2 separate regions of the Salmo salar genome follow, and region 2 is linked to region 1. Evidence: chromatin contacts called from public Hi-C data. All regions are on one chromosome and are shown on one strand. The core of a region is the stretch at or near the end of the contact, and the rest is flanking DNA. Distances in the headings are between cores, read along the strand shown.

Region 1 (6,996 bases), core at 2,434-4,933:
GAGTGAAATTATACCTATGACACATTTTCTCTCTATTGTAAGCTATATCTTTTGTTATGATGCCAAGGCTGTTTGGAATTCAGACACTAGACCAGATCAAGTGTTAGTATATCAAAGTTTGCACCGGTTCTTTTCAAAAGTGAATAAAACTTAAGGTAGAGCACAAGTAAACAAGATAAGGAATACGATCTTGAGAAAGGGATCAAGTGTAAAAATATATATATTTTTGTTTATGTCTATGTTTTTGTATTTTATTGCCTTCTGAAAGTGCAAAAGCCTAGTAAATCTAGCCCAAGGTATTGTACAGTGATCCTATTATGATCGACATAGCATTCCATCTACCAAATCACATTCAGGTCGTTCACCTCACTGTGCATTCCTGACATCATGTGGAAGGTACACTCCCGAGGTGTCAGATGTCTGACTTTTCTTCTTCATTTTCATACCTTTTGAACTGGGACACATCTGAAAATACTTCACCCTTAGAGATTTGTTCCAGAACACTCAGAGACCATAACACTGTCTCTGTCTCTCTCTCTCTCTCTCTCTCTCTCTCTCTCTCTCTCTCTCTCTCTCTCTCTCTCTCTCTCTCTCTCTCTCTCTCTCTCTCTCTCTCTCTCTCTCTCTCTCTCTCTCTCTCTCTCTCTCTCTCTCTCTCTCTCTCTCTCTCTCTCTCTCTCTCTCTCTCTCTCTCTCTCTCTCTCTCTCTCTCTCTCTCTCTCTCTCTCTCTCTCTCTCTCTCTCTCTCTCTCTCTCTCTCTCTCTCTCTCTCTCTCTCTCTCTCTCTGTCTGTCTCTGTCTCTGTTTCTGTCTGTCTCTCTCTCTTGCTGTCACTCTGAGAATCTCTCTCTTTCTGTCTCTCTCTCTTCCTCTCTCTCACAACGACTATGAAATCAGTCTCACAATGACTATGAAATTGAAACCGTGTAAGTGATAGCTTCACATTGTACTTAAATTTTGTTTTTGCAGTGTTTAATGTATTGAATCTAAATCATGCAAATTAAAGTTAGACTGTCTTATTGGCCTAGTTCTATAGAAGTTTATCCTTACAGACTCCACTCTCACACAGAAATGTAACCATTTTTGCACTCATGTAGTAACAACTGTAGAGCCATTTGCAAAACATAGAAAAAGCCATTTGCAAAACCCCAGTGTTATATATATTAAGAAGCCTTACAATCTTAATAATGCTTATACAGTACCAGTCAAAAGTTTGACACACCTACTCATTCAAGGGATTTTCTATATTTTTACTATTTTCTACATTGTAGAATAATAGTGAAGACATCAAAATGATGAAATAGAACACATGGAATCATGTAGTAACCAAAAAAGTGTTAAACAAATCAAAATATATTTAATATTTTAGATTCTTCACAGTAGTCACCCTTTGCCATGATGACAGCTTTGCACACCCTTGGCATTCTCTCAACCAGCTTCACTTGGAATGCTTTTCTAACAGCCTTGAAGGAGTTTCCACATATGCTGAGCACTTGTTGGATACTTTTCCTTCACTCTGCGGTCCAACTCATCCCAACCCACTCAATCGGTTTGAGGTTGGGTGATTATGGAGGCCAGGTCATCTGATGCAGCACTCCATCACTCTCCTTCTCGGGCAATTAGCCCCTACACAGCCTGGAGGGGTGTTGGGTCATTTTCCTGTTCAAATGATAGTCCCACTAAGCAGAAACCAGATGGGATGGCGTATCACTGCAGAATGCTGTGGTGTCACCAGCAAAGCACCCCCACACCATCACTCCTCCTCTTCCATGCTTCACAGTGGGAACCACACATGCAGAGATCATCCATTCACCTACTCTGCGTCTCACAAAAACACGGCGGTAGGAACCAAAAATCTCACATTTGGACTCATCAGCCCAAAGGACAGATTTCCACCAGTCTAATGTCCATTGCTCATGTTTCTTGGCCCAAGCAAGTCTCTTCTTCTTATTGTTGTCCTTTAGTAGTGGTTTCTTTGCAGCAATTCGAACATGAAGGCCTGATTCACTCAGTCTCCTCTGAACAGTTGATGTTGAGATGTGTCTGTTACTTGAACTCTGTGAAGCATTTATTTGGGATGCAATTTCTGAGGCTGGTAACTCTAATGAACTTATCCTCTGCAGCAGAGGTAACTCTGGGTCTTGATTTCTTGTGGCGGTCCTCATGAGAGCCAGTTTCATCATAGCGCTTGATGGTTTTTGCGACTGCACTTGAAGAAACTTTCAAAGTTCTTTACATTTTCCCGGATTGACTGACCTTCATGTCTTAAAGTAATGATGGACTGTCGTTTCTCTTTGCTTATTTGAGCTGTTCTTGCCATAATATGGACTTGGTTTTTTACCAAATAGGGTTATCTTCTGTATACCACCCCTACCGTGTCACAACACAAGTGATTGGCTCAAACGCATTAAGAAGGAAAAAAATTCCACTATTTAACTTTTAACAAGTTACACCTGTTAATTGAAATGCATTCCAGGTGACTAGCTCATGAAGTTGGTTGAGAGAATGCCAGGTGTGAAAAGCTGTCATCAAGGCAAAGGGTGGCTACTTTGAAGATTCTAAAATCTAAAATATATTTGATTTGTTTAACACTTTTGTGGTTGCTGCATCACATCCGGCCGTGATTGGGAGTCCCATAGGGTGGTGCACGATTGTCCCAGCGTCGTCTGGGGTAAGCTGTCATTGTAAATAAGACTTTGTTCTTAACTGACTTGCCTAGTTAAATAAAGCTAAAATAAATGTGTTATTTCATAGTTTTAATGTCTTCACCATTATTCTACATTGTAGAAAATAGTAAAAATATAGAAGAACCCTTGAATGAGTAGGTGTGTCCAAACTTTTAACTGGTACTGTACATTTTGTAGCAATGCTGGAATTCACATTTATAAATCTATTCAAAGTCTATTCATGCTAATTAACAATAGTCATTCGACCTACTGTAACAAGTCTCCCCACTAACTTGATGTGAAATGTAAAACCTGCAAAGTGATGATCTAAATTCTAATATCTATTTGTTGAAGGGACCATAATGGAGATAAGTTATGTTGCTAGCTCTGGTGCAAAAGGCTCTTTATTATGCTGTGCATGGTTCCTGATAAATGGACAAATAAAAAGTAGCTTTCAGATTTTTCATCCACTTTCATAGCAAAATCTTTGTGTCTGGAATGTTAGCTGATACATCTCTGATATATTTCCCGAATGAGGACCTTAATATTTACTCATTTTATAGTAATACAGAATATATGGTCTGCTGAATATGATGCCTCTTATTTATATTATGCTATGCTACTCCACCTTTATCAGGCGATTTAAGATTGACGCTTCGGGGAGCGAATCAGCACCATGGACAGTACCTGCATCAATACGACGTCATGGACAACGCCCTGCAATACACAAACGCATCATTCTTGTAGTAGAGTGTAACAAAACTGTCTTTTCATTGAAAATCAAAAGATTTGTCAGCTAACTCCTTAGTTAAATGCAGACTTCTACTAGCCTACAACATCCATCACTGATTTTCACAATTTTACCGCTCACTTACACCCGCATGGGCCAAATGATTACGCACGTTTTCAGCGTAAACGCTACTGTACTAATTACTCATCTTTTGTTCCCCATTCATAAGCTGCTACAATATCATAACAGTACGCTTTCACTGTATACTCCCCTTTAACTGGTGACGGCCCCTTTAAGGGTTATGTAGAGAGAAGGGCTGATGTAGGACGACTCCTCTGTGTGCGCTGCCATCCTCATCATGGCCTCCAAACAACCGCCGCTGCAACCGAGAATGAGCACGAGCAGACGAGCTGTTGGCCCTTTCCTTCCCCGCGCGGAGACCAACAACGTTAAGCCGAAACAGAGGCACCGGTAGAGGGGTGCGCGCCGGGGGATCAAGCCTCCGAGCTCATGCCACCCCTGTCTCCTCGATGTCTTCGTCAAAAGCCACTTACAGCCATTTGACAAAGAGGGATGCAAACCCGGGCGGCGGCAGCGCCGGCGGCAGAAACATGAACACGAATAGGGATTATTCTATCAATCTATCGGTGCAGCAAGTGCTGAGCCTTTGGGTGCAAGGCACGACGCTGCAACATTTCACAGGTAGGCTATGTACTGTATGTCACATTATTACTGTACAGTGTAAACACATGTCGTGCACTTGGCAGCGTTTCAACCGCTGTGTGTGGGATCTGGCTCAGTTCACCCAATTACCGGTGTTGTAGGATACACACAGGGCTGGCCGTTTTCTATTAATTTACTGTACTGTTGGATAGAATGGGGTGACATGGGCAGCTGTGCGCGTCCATTTTTAAAGGGAGAGTATACACGGTATGAAATATCAACCGGGCACCGGTAACTGCCCCGAGGTGTTTCTTCTGTCGGTCTCCATACTGTAGCCTACCGGTACCTTACTTTTTAAGAGGCATTCGCCTCTCAATGCCTTGGTGTCACTTGAATAACAACGGCCAATGTGTTACGGCAATTAAATTATAAACACAAATATAATTTAACTCAGTCATCGAATGAATAACAAGTATTTTCTACCGGTTAATGCATCTTTATGCTGCGTGAATGCACTTGGCACTGTGAAATGTAGTGTTGTCATCTCTGTTGCAGCCACACAGCCCTCTTTCCTTTGTCTTGAGGTCCAGTAATCACAGGTAATTAGTGTCATCCTCTCCAACTCCTGGATAGGCTGTCTGGGGTGTTCTAGGGAGATATGGCACATCCATCCACGCCTTACATTTACAGTGTGTGTATGTGTGTGTGTAAAAGGAGGCCTAGATGCTGTATTGTAGACTACTGTGACTATTCTGCACAGCAGTGGGTAACTTGTAAATTACTGTAAGTATTTGTTGAGATGTAAACAGTCATGAGTGACTGTCACAGAAGATGATTAAACACCTGACTAACCAGTCTTTACAATTAGGACTCTCTCTCTCTCTCTCTGTCTCTCTGTCTCTCTCTCTCTCTCTGTCTCTCTCTCTCTCTGTCTCTGTCTCTCTCTGTCTCTGTCTCTCTCTCTCTCTCTCTATCCTATCCCCCCTCTCTCAAAAGGCTTTTACAAGTTTTTATTTATTTACAAAATGAGATATGATATCAGCATGCTAGTACATTGGTCATTGTACTTGTGGTATTCATTTTGAATACGTGAAAATGGTAAAGTGGTAAGAGAATACAATAACCTAAGAATACAATAACCTAAGAATACAATAACCTAAGAATGAATTGGGCGGTGGAACAACTGACATTACAATGTCATAATAACAAGATATTTCAAGACCTCTCTTGACTGGAATTCCTTTTTGCCTTGCAAAGAGAAGGATGGACACACTGTATACGGGCATCATAGCTGGCATGTAGATGTTATGAGAGCAAGCCCAAGCGGACATCCTGGGCTGAGAAACATGAAGAAAAACAAGACATGGAATGCGTCCCAAATGGAACCCTATTTGGGACTTAACCATGATTAATCATGCTGACTCAGCAGGGAAGTGACTCACATGCACAAGTATTGCAGAAGTAAAGTTGCTGTGGTGGTGAGACAAGAGTAAACCAATGAGTGCCATCCAGTGTCTGGCAGCAGGACTGCCATACGATCCTCAAAACCAGTCATGAAAAACACGCTACAATTAAGTTAGATGCCCTAAGCAAGTTCTATGTAGACTCACACAGTGGCCATAAACTCTACAAGTTATGACAGACAACTCCTTTATACTTTTACAGTGTCACTCACAGACTCCTCTGGCAGAGTACTTTAACAAATGGCATTTCCTGTGAACATCCATACCAGCAGTTTCACTTCTCATTTCCTTCTCTATTCTCAGTCAAGAACAGAAACATGCCTCTGTTTTTCAGTTTAAAATCGACAGGATGACGTAATAAGATTGCATGCACCCAGCAAAGAGATTTGCCATTGTCTTTGTACAATGTGATTATTGATGTGCTCAGATGGATTACTGCTGATTAGTGGTGGCACCATCAGTCTTTTCATGCTTTCTTCTCTTGAATTGTTCACACTTCTGTCACGTGTTATTGCCATGTTATTCCATCCTATTAGCATCTCATTACATGTTATTACAGTACTCAATGACACTTTCAGGTGTTTTTCACAGTACTGTATCGTTGCTGTTCTCTGTCATAGGGAACAATCTCTTCTCAAATACCTGACTAGACTGGAGCAGTGACTATGACATTACTATCCAGAAGTATGGGCCATGGTCAAAAGAAGGACCCTGGTCAAAAGTAGTTCACTAAATATGGTGCCATTTGGGATACACCCAATGCCTGGCAGTGCCTTTGTAGGCTCTATGGGTCAAACGTTTGACCGCTTTGCAGTGGAATGGGAACATAATGCTTTTCTCTTTCATGTTTTGTGTTAGCATGCGAGGCCAGCTGGCCCCCACCGTGTGTTGTGAAAGCTGCTGACGGAGGCCCCCAGGTTCGTGTTAGGGGATTAGCAGCATAACAAACATTAATAATACTACAGTCTTCTGACTGAGGGGTTGAGTTGAGGGTGGGGTTGCATGCCTGAAGATGACACAGCACCTGTACTACAATCCAGAGTACAGACGACCTCAACTCCATCCCCCCCAACCCCTCACACACACACACACACACACACACACACACACACACACACACACACACACACACACACACACACACACACACACACACACACAGTATAAGCGGTGCCATGCAGAGAATGGTGCCACTGAGCTATCTATGTTCCAGTGGTGTGACAGAGCAGAGCTGTGTGGTGTGCCCCTATGCACCACAAATCCAGCCAGGCTTAGTGTTGGGCGGCAGCTGCTCATCTAGCGCCATCCCGGGGCCTGTGTGGAATCCTAATGGAGTTGGCTGGCGGTGGCGTGCCTCTCTGGCCCAAGTCTGGCCCGGCTTGCTCCTCTCTATCCATCCATCTCTCTCTCTCTCTCTCCTTCTGTCTCTCTTTCCATAACTCTATATTTCACTCTCTTTCTCTACCTCTCTCTC
Region 2 (6,996 bases), core at 2,376-4,875, 140 kb before region 1:
ATCTGCAGAGAAGAATGGGAGAAACTCACCAAATACAGGTGTGCCAAGCTTGTAGTGTCATACCCCAAAAGACTTGAGGCTGTAATCACTGCCAAAGGTGCTTCAACAAAGTAGAGAGTAAAGGGTCTGAATACTGATGTAAACATTTTATTTTTAATACATTTGCAAAAATTCTGAAACACTGTTTTTGTTTTGGCGTTATGGGGTATTTTGTGTACAGTAGATTGATGAGGGGGGAAAAACTATTTAATCCATTTTAGAATAAGTCTGTAACGTAACAAAATGTGGGGTCTGAATACTTTCCGAATGCACTGTGTGTGTTTATTAGCTGCCAAGGGAGTTTTTTTTTATTTTCCTCAGTGTGAATGGAGTTGTGGTGTGAATACAGGCAATTAATAATTGCAGTTTTCGTATCAAGACGTGAGATGGGTTAGATCATGCAGAGTGTGACCCAATAGCAACACAGAGACAGGAAGTAGCAACACCGAGACATGAAGTGGTGATGAAAGAAACAAAACAGCCTAAACAGATGGAATCTGATGTGGAGTATCAGAATGAAATGTTATTAATTAGTCTGTGATAGTTTATCTCCCCAAATGTTTATAATGTTTTAGACAAACCTTTACAGATGAAACATGAATTGACAATGGAAAATATGTAGGAAAGTTATTTCATTTGTCACAGTTTTGGTAGTGGTACTGATAAGCCTTCATCTTTAGGGGAGTTGTAAGTCTTTCTACTGCAATACTTCTCTTGTGACTCACTGTGCTGTGAGCTGTTCATACGTGCTATTCACTGCTATTATTACTGATGGGAAAATATAATGGTTATTTTGAGAATGAGGAAATTCACCAAACTGCTGTTGTGGAAAGAAGCAGGGGTTTAATAAATTCATGACTCATTTTGAGGAAACAGTTTCTCTATTAGTGCATTGTCTTACTTTATGTTGTCACTCCTTCGCAATGCTCGTCCCTCAATCAGTGCAGGAGGAATAGTTGTGCTATCTGACATAAGACAATGCACTAATAGAGAAACTGTTTCCTCAAAATGAGTCATGAAAATCTAAATTTTTCCTGGCCACTGTGCTTTCACATCTGCTTTGCTTGCTCTTTGGGGTCTAAGTCAAGTAACTGTAAAACACTTTGTGATTACTGCTGGGCTTAATGAAATGCATGCAATTGTTTTAATTGATTTATCAAACACATCTATAGCCTCTTCAATGCACATGATAAGTGTGTCATTGTGAAATAACCTAAATATATGTATTTCTTAGTTCTCGGGGGCTCTTGGTTTGACCATGTTGCTGATTGGTATGCTCAGAAAGATGAATGTGATACCCTTTCAATGACATATGAGGATATGGTCAAGGTAAATTAATTTCCATAATGATAAGATCACAAAACAGTGGATTGCATATTGGCAAGACTAATCAAACAACAACACAACAACAATTGCTTTCAGGACACACGAGGTGCAGTTGTCAGGATAACAAACTTCTTGGGTAAAAACCTGGATGACTGAACCATTGACACAATAGTGGACAAATCCTCCTTCAGTAACATGAAAGAAAACCCACAGGCTAAAAATGATATACAGCATCCTGCATTTTTTAAACAAAGTGGATCCTTGATTTGAAAAGGTATGGTATATTAATAATGCTCATGCTTGGGTTAATCATTAAGTTAATTTCAATTAATGGTAAAAAAATTAACCAAAGAAAATATAAAAATACTAGTCGATAGTTAGTTGAAATGTTGTTGACAGTTAGTTGACTACTGAACATACAAATAATCTATTTGGGACTATCCAAATACTGTGCATTCACACTGCACCTTATCCCAGGGCTAAGAGCCTCTAAGCCCTGGGCTAAGGGAGATTTTAGCCCGGGGCTAAGCAAGTGTTGCACATTCTAAAGTGGGATAGCACCAACCTTAGCCCTGGGCTAATACCAACTTTTTGGGGCTAGCCCCAGAAACACGGTGCCAAAATATCCAGTGAAACTGGATTGTTCTACGTCTAGAATGCTCACTGTCCAATTACAAAATCTGCACTGTTACTTAATTTACATATGCTCGTGATGCCTGTAATGTGTTCTGCACGCTATTTTGATAAGGAAATTGGTACTATTTCATCCTGAGGACAAAAACCCAAATAACGTGCATAGCGGGCCAGATCGAAAAAATAGCGGGCCAGATCGAATTTCAAAAGTGAAACATATTGATTGTTTCCGAGGTCAGATAGGCAGACAGCAAGGTTTATACAAACAAACCATCACTGTTGGAAACTAAATGCTAGGCTAAAAGCAAGAGCAAATAATGTGCTAATAAATGTCTTATTGCTTATAACATTGGTCACGTGTCAGAGAAAGAATGTTGGTAGCATGTTGTTTGTCCGTTAGCTCAGGGTTTTGGAATACAAGCTTAAATCCTTAGCCAGGGCTAAAGCTTAGTCCAGGCTTAATAAATGCTTGTGCGAACGCAGGCTAAGCTAGCCCAGGGCCAGTCTAGCCTGGGGCTAAGACCAATGCAGTGTGAAAAGGCCTATAAAGTGATACCATACTGTCTGTTATGTCTCTAATCAGGGAAGGTGGGGGACTGGAAGACTATGTTCACAGTGGCCCAGAGTGAGATGTTTGACAAGATCTACACGGAGAAGATGAAAGACCTTCCCCTTGAATTTGACTGGTAGCTGTGAAAAGAGACGTGTCCTGAACACAGAATGGTAGTGAAAGCTTTCACCAGCTTGGTTGAAGATGTCAGAAGAATGGATCCAGATACTTGTTGTTGTGGATCTGACTTGTCAAATTGAACTCCAGTTGTGTGAATTACTCTAAATATGTCACGTTTTGGGGGATCTAGGTCTAACTAGATTGGAAGAAATAACTCTCAAATGACATTGGAGGCGGCTTATGGTAGAGAAATTAAATTATCTGGCAACAGCACTGGTGGACATTCCTGCAGACAGCAAGCCAATTGCATGCTCCATCAACTTGGTTATAAAAAGATGCACATGCAAAAGTTTAACATACATATACACTATTATTAAGATGCTTTCATAATTCATATATACATACTATGCTACAAGAAAATGTACTTTAGTAGCCATGGTTTGCTAGACAAAGCCTGTGGAGATTAATGGTGTTTTTGTATAATGGCCAAAAATAAAGTCTGTGGTACACACAGGTTTAGGAGATCGTATACGTTTTGTCCTATGAGATCATCTTCATCAGCTAACGTCCCTTTTAGTAAATTCTGATGCATTTATGTAGGGTCGGCAGGTAGCCTAGCGTTGGGTCAGTAACCGAAAGGTTGCTAGATCGAATCCCCGAGCTGACAAGGTAAAAATCTGTTGTTTTCCCCCTGAACAAGGTAGTTAACCCACTGTTCCTAGGCTGTCATTGTAAATAAGAATCTGTTCTTAACTGACTTGCCTAGTTAAATAACATTTATCATTTATAAATGTCATGCTTGATATTATCTCATAGAACAAATCGTATAAGATCTCCTAAGCCTGTGTTAACCTCAGACCTTATTTTCGGCGTTTATCCCAAAACCCTATTCTTTCCCCATTAATTTTCACATAGGAACGGCTGAACGAACCAGAGGTAAATCATTTCCGGGTTTTAGAACTGAAAGCTAGCGAACTCTATTGAATACAGTACCCAAAATGCAACGCGTATCTTGAGCCTACTGCGCATGCTCACACCGATTTTGTAATATCTGCTTTTCTTCCCCAAATGTAATCGTTCAGGTTGCAATAATGCAGCTAGATATGAACGGTACTTTATCCGTCCATGATTTTGGCACTGTAAACCGACGTTGACATTTTTGCAGGCGGCGAGACCGCATCACTCAGCAACGAAGGGTTTCTTTTCCTTCGCCGCACTAGCTAGTTAGGTATCCTCCACCCATGTTGAAGCAAGGAATTATGTTGTAACGTTATTTCTGTGGCAAACAACAGTTGTAAACTGTCAGTCTGGTGAATGAGTTAATGGACTGAACGGTAAAGCGAATTGGGGAGTTAACGTAGCTGTCAACAACTTTGACTTTGTAACGCGTTAGCTAACTAGAAGCTAGCTGGCTAGTTAGCCCTGACAAGAAGACAAACATGTGGCAAAGCGTTGGTCTAACTGTGCTGGTTATTGTGGCCACCCTTGTGTGCGCGTTGCTCTTCATGGTGTTTGGTAAGTAACATAATATTTTGCCTTAAATTTTCCGTTTTCTTGAATGTAATGTGAAATATGACTACTCGGACACAGCTGTGAAACGTATTAGCGGTTAGGTACAGTAAGCTAGCTAGCATTCAGCCATGATTATACTTAGTGCTTGCCATGGTGTTGCATATCCAGCTACATGCCATCCATCTTTCTTTAGTGAGCAGTCTTGACCTTTTTCCTTCTCAAAATGTTGAGTAGGTAGATCAAAGTTGTCTATACAAAGAATAATCTCTCAAGCCCTCAATACATCATGTTAGAAGTTTGTCCCCCATAGCTATTATTCATTGGATCAGTTTAAATAATTGATACATATCAGTTGAGTCTCTTTTTTGTGCTTGACCAGTGTTCAGCAGGATTGTCTTGCAACATCATCCAGTCAGGCAGTCCCCTCTATAAAGGGGAGGAGACTGAAGGAGCGTAGCATGGCAATGGCACTAATTTGACCTATAATAATAACCCTATCTGTCTATAATAATCCCAAAGTGTGATGATCAATTGTTGAGGCCCAATTACATTAATTTATACATACCTGTGTGTGGAAAACAATGACTTACTTGATGTTAAGTTTTGGACTTTATCTTGTGTTTTTACACTGAACAAAAATATAAATGCAACATGCAACAATTTAAGATTTTACTGAATTACAGTTCATATAAAGAAATCCAGTTAATGAAATACATGAATTATGCCATAATCTATAGATTTCACATGCCTGGGAATACAGATATGCATCTGTTGGTCACAAATACCTTTAAAAAAAGAAAGAAAAATAGTCAGTATCTGGTGTGACCACCATTTACTTCATGCAGCGGGACACATCTCCTTCGGTTGTGCCAACCCACAGTTTCATCATATGTCCGGGTCGCTGGTCTAAGACGATCCTGCAGGTGAAGAAGCCGGATGTGGAGGTTCTGGGCTGGTGTGGTAACACGTGGTCTGCGGTTGTGAGGCCGGTTGGACGTACTGTCAAACTCTCAAATGATGTTGGAGGCGGCTTATGGTAGAGAAATTAAATTATCTGGCAACAGCACTGGTGGACATTCCTGCAGACAGCAAGCCAATTGCACGCTCCATCAACTTGAGACATCTGTGGCATTGTGGTGTGTGACAGGACTAAACATTTTAGTGGTGTTTTATTGTCCCCAGCACAAGGTGCACCTGTGTAATGATCCTGCTGTTTAATCAGCTTCTTGATATGCCACACCTGTCAGGTGGATGGATTATCTTGGCATAGGAGAAATGCTCACTAACAGTGCCGTAAACAAATTAGTGCACACAATTTGAGAAGCTTTTTGTGCATATGGATCATTTGTGGGATTATCTATTTCGGCTCATGAAACATGGGACCAACACTTTTTTTACATGTTGTGTTTATTGTTGTTCAGTGTGTATATAAAAATAAATTACAACAAATGAATTGTTTGATTCATATACGGTCACTGTTCACTTTCTATTGAGGACTTTTGTTCTTTTTGGCACCTCAGGTTGGTATGTTGTCTGGCAGCTCTTCCTGTCCAAGTTCAAGTTCCTGCGTGAGATGTTGGGCGACACCGGATCTCCACAGACAGAGACCCAGCCGTCCGAATCAAAGAGCAAGCGTACCTCTCCTCCAACCCAACGCCAGAGGCGTCAGAGGGTCATTCCTCCTGAAAGCACTACATAGATGACCACACCCATCCGCTATCAGTCTCACCCTGTCCCCCTATTCACCAACCCTCGTCCCTCTAGGAAACCGTGGTGGACAAAATGAAACCCCTTACTAAATGGCATGATGTCGAATGTCATACTATTCCAATGTCCATGCATACTACTCCCCTTTCCACTACCTTACGACGTCCTCGTCGTAGACACTTGATACTCTACTTTTCTCTCCTGGACACTCTTACTAGACTACGCATAGCTGCTGATGTTATAAAGGCACAAGCCATCAAATCATGGGACGTTCTGTGTACAACTTTTTCACATTTCAAATATGTATTTTAGCTGTTCACAGTATATGTACTGAGCAGCACGTCCAGTCTCTTCACCTGGCCTTAACTGACACTGCAACATGGTCAGCTCTGACTGGCTGACACTGCAATATGGTCAGCTCCCACTGGCTGTCATGCTGCTAACACCTGCACAGGGAATCGCTGCTAACACCTGCACAGGGAATCTGTTTCTCCATGATCACACAAGTGAATTCTCTGTCATGACTGTGTATGTGTGCATTTTGAGAGTTTGTTTATTTGAACATACATGTTTTTGTAGCAAAGCCTATATACTGACAAATCTAGACAAACTGTTGTATAAAACAGGCTCATTTGTTAGCATTTGCTTTCAGAAGCAAACAACTGCTAGAAGAAAAAAAACGGAATGAAACAATTTGTATAACTGACAAAGTTCCTCGTCGTGTTCATTTCACTTTATTTGTAACCAAAGTGCAATGAAAGGAATGTTTATTTTTGTGGTTATTTTATTGTTGGTCAGAAATTAATACATATACAGTGCATTCAGAAAGTATTCAAACCCCTTGACTTTTTCCACATTTTGTTACGTTACAGCCTTATTCTAAAATTGCTATACATTTTTTTTTTTACCCTCATCAAGGGGAAACACAGATCTCCAGATCTGTGCCTCGATACAATCCTGTCACGGAGCTCTACGGAAGATTCCTTTGACCTCATGGCTTAGTTTTTGCTCAGACATGCACTGTCAACTGTGGGGCCTTATATAGACAGGTGTGTGCCTTTCCGAATCATGTCCAATCAATTGAATTTTCCACAGGTGGACTCCCAAGT

What was found. Hi-C and Micro-C count contacts between places; a contact is called where the count stands out from the background.
Region 2: a contact with region 1 is called in a Hi-C map of gill, with 3 times the contacts expected there. The contact joins the promoter of LOC106570364 here to the promoter of LOC106570362 in region 1. A contact is called at or near these places in 2 of 3 Hi-C or Micro-C datasets (gill and muscle).

The regions. Positions count from the first base shown.
Region 1 is chrssa14:78,799,425-78,806,420 of Ssal_v3.1, reverse strand. LOC106570362 (transmembrane protein 170B) reads left to right here and starts at 3,683. Exons shown (of 3, transcript XM_014142589.2): 1 at 3,683-4,098. The coding sequence starts at 3,927.
Region 2 is chrssa14:78,939,084-78,946,079 of Ssal_v3.1, reverse strand. It overlaps LOC106570364 (small integral membrane protein 13), which reads left to right and starts at 3,625. Exons shown (of 2, transcript XM_014142592.2): 1 at 3,625-4,183; 2 at 5,701-6,718. The coding sequence starts at 4,108. The coding sequence ends at 5,879.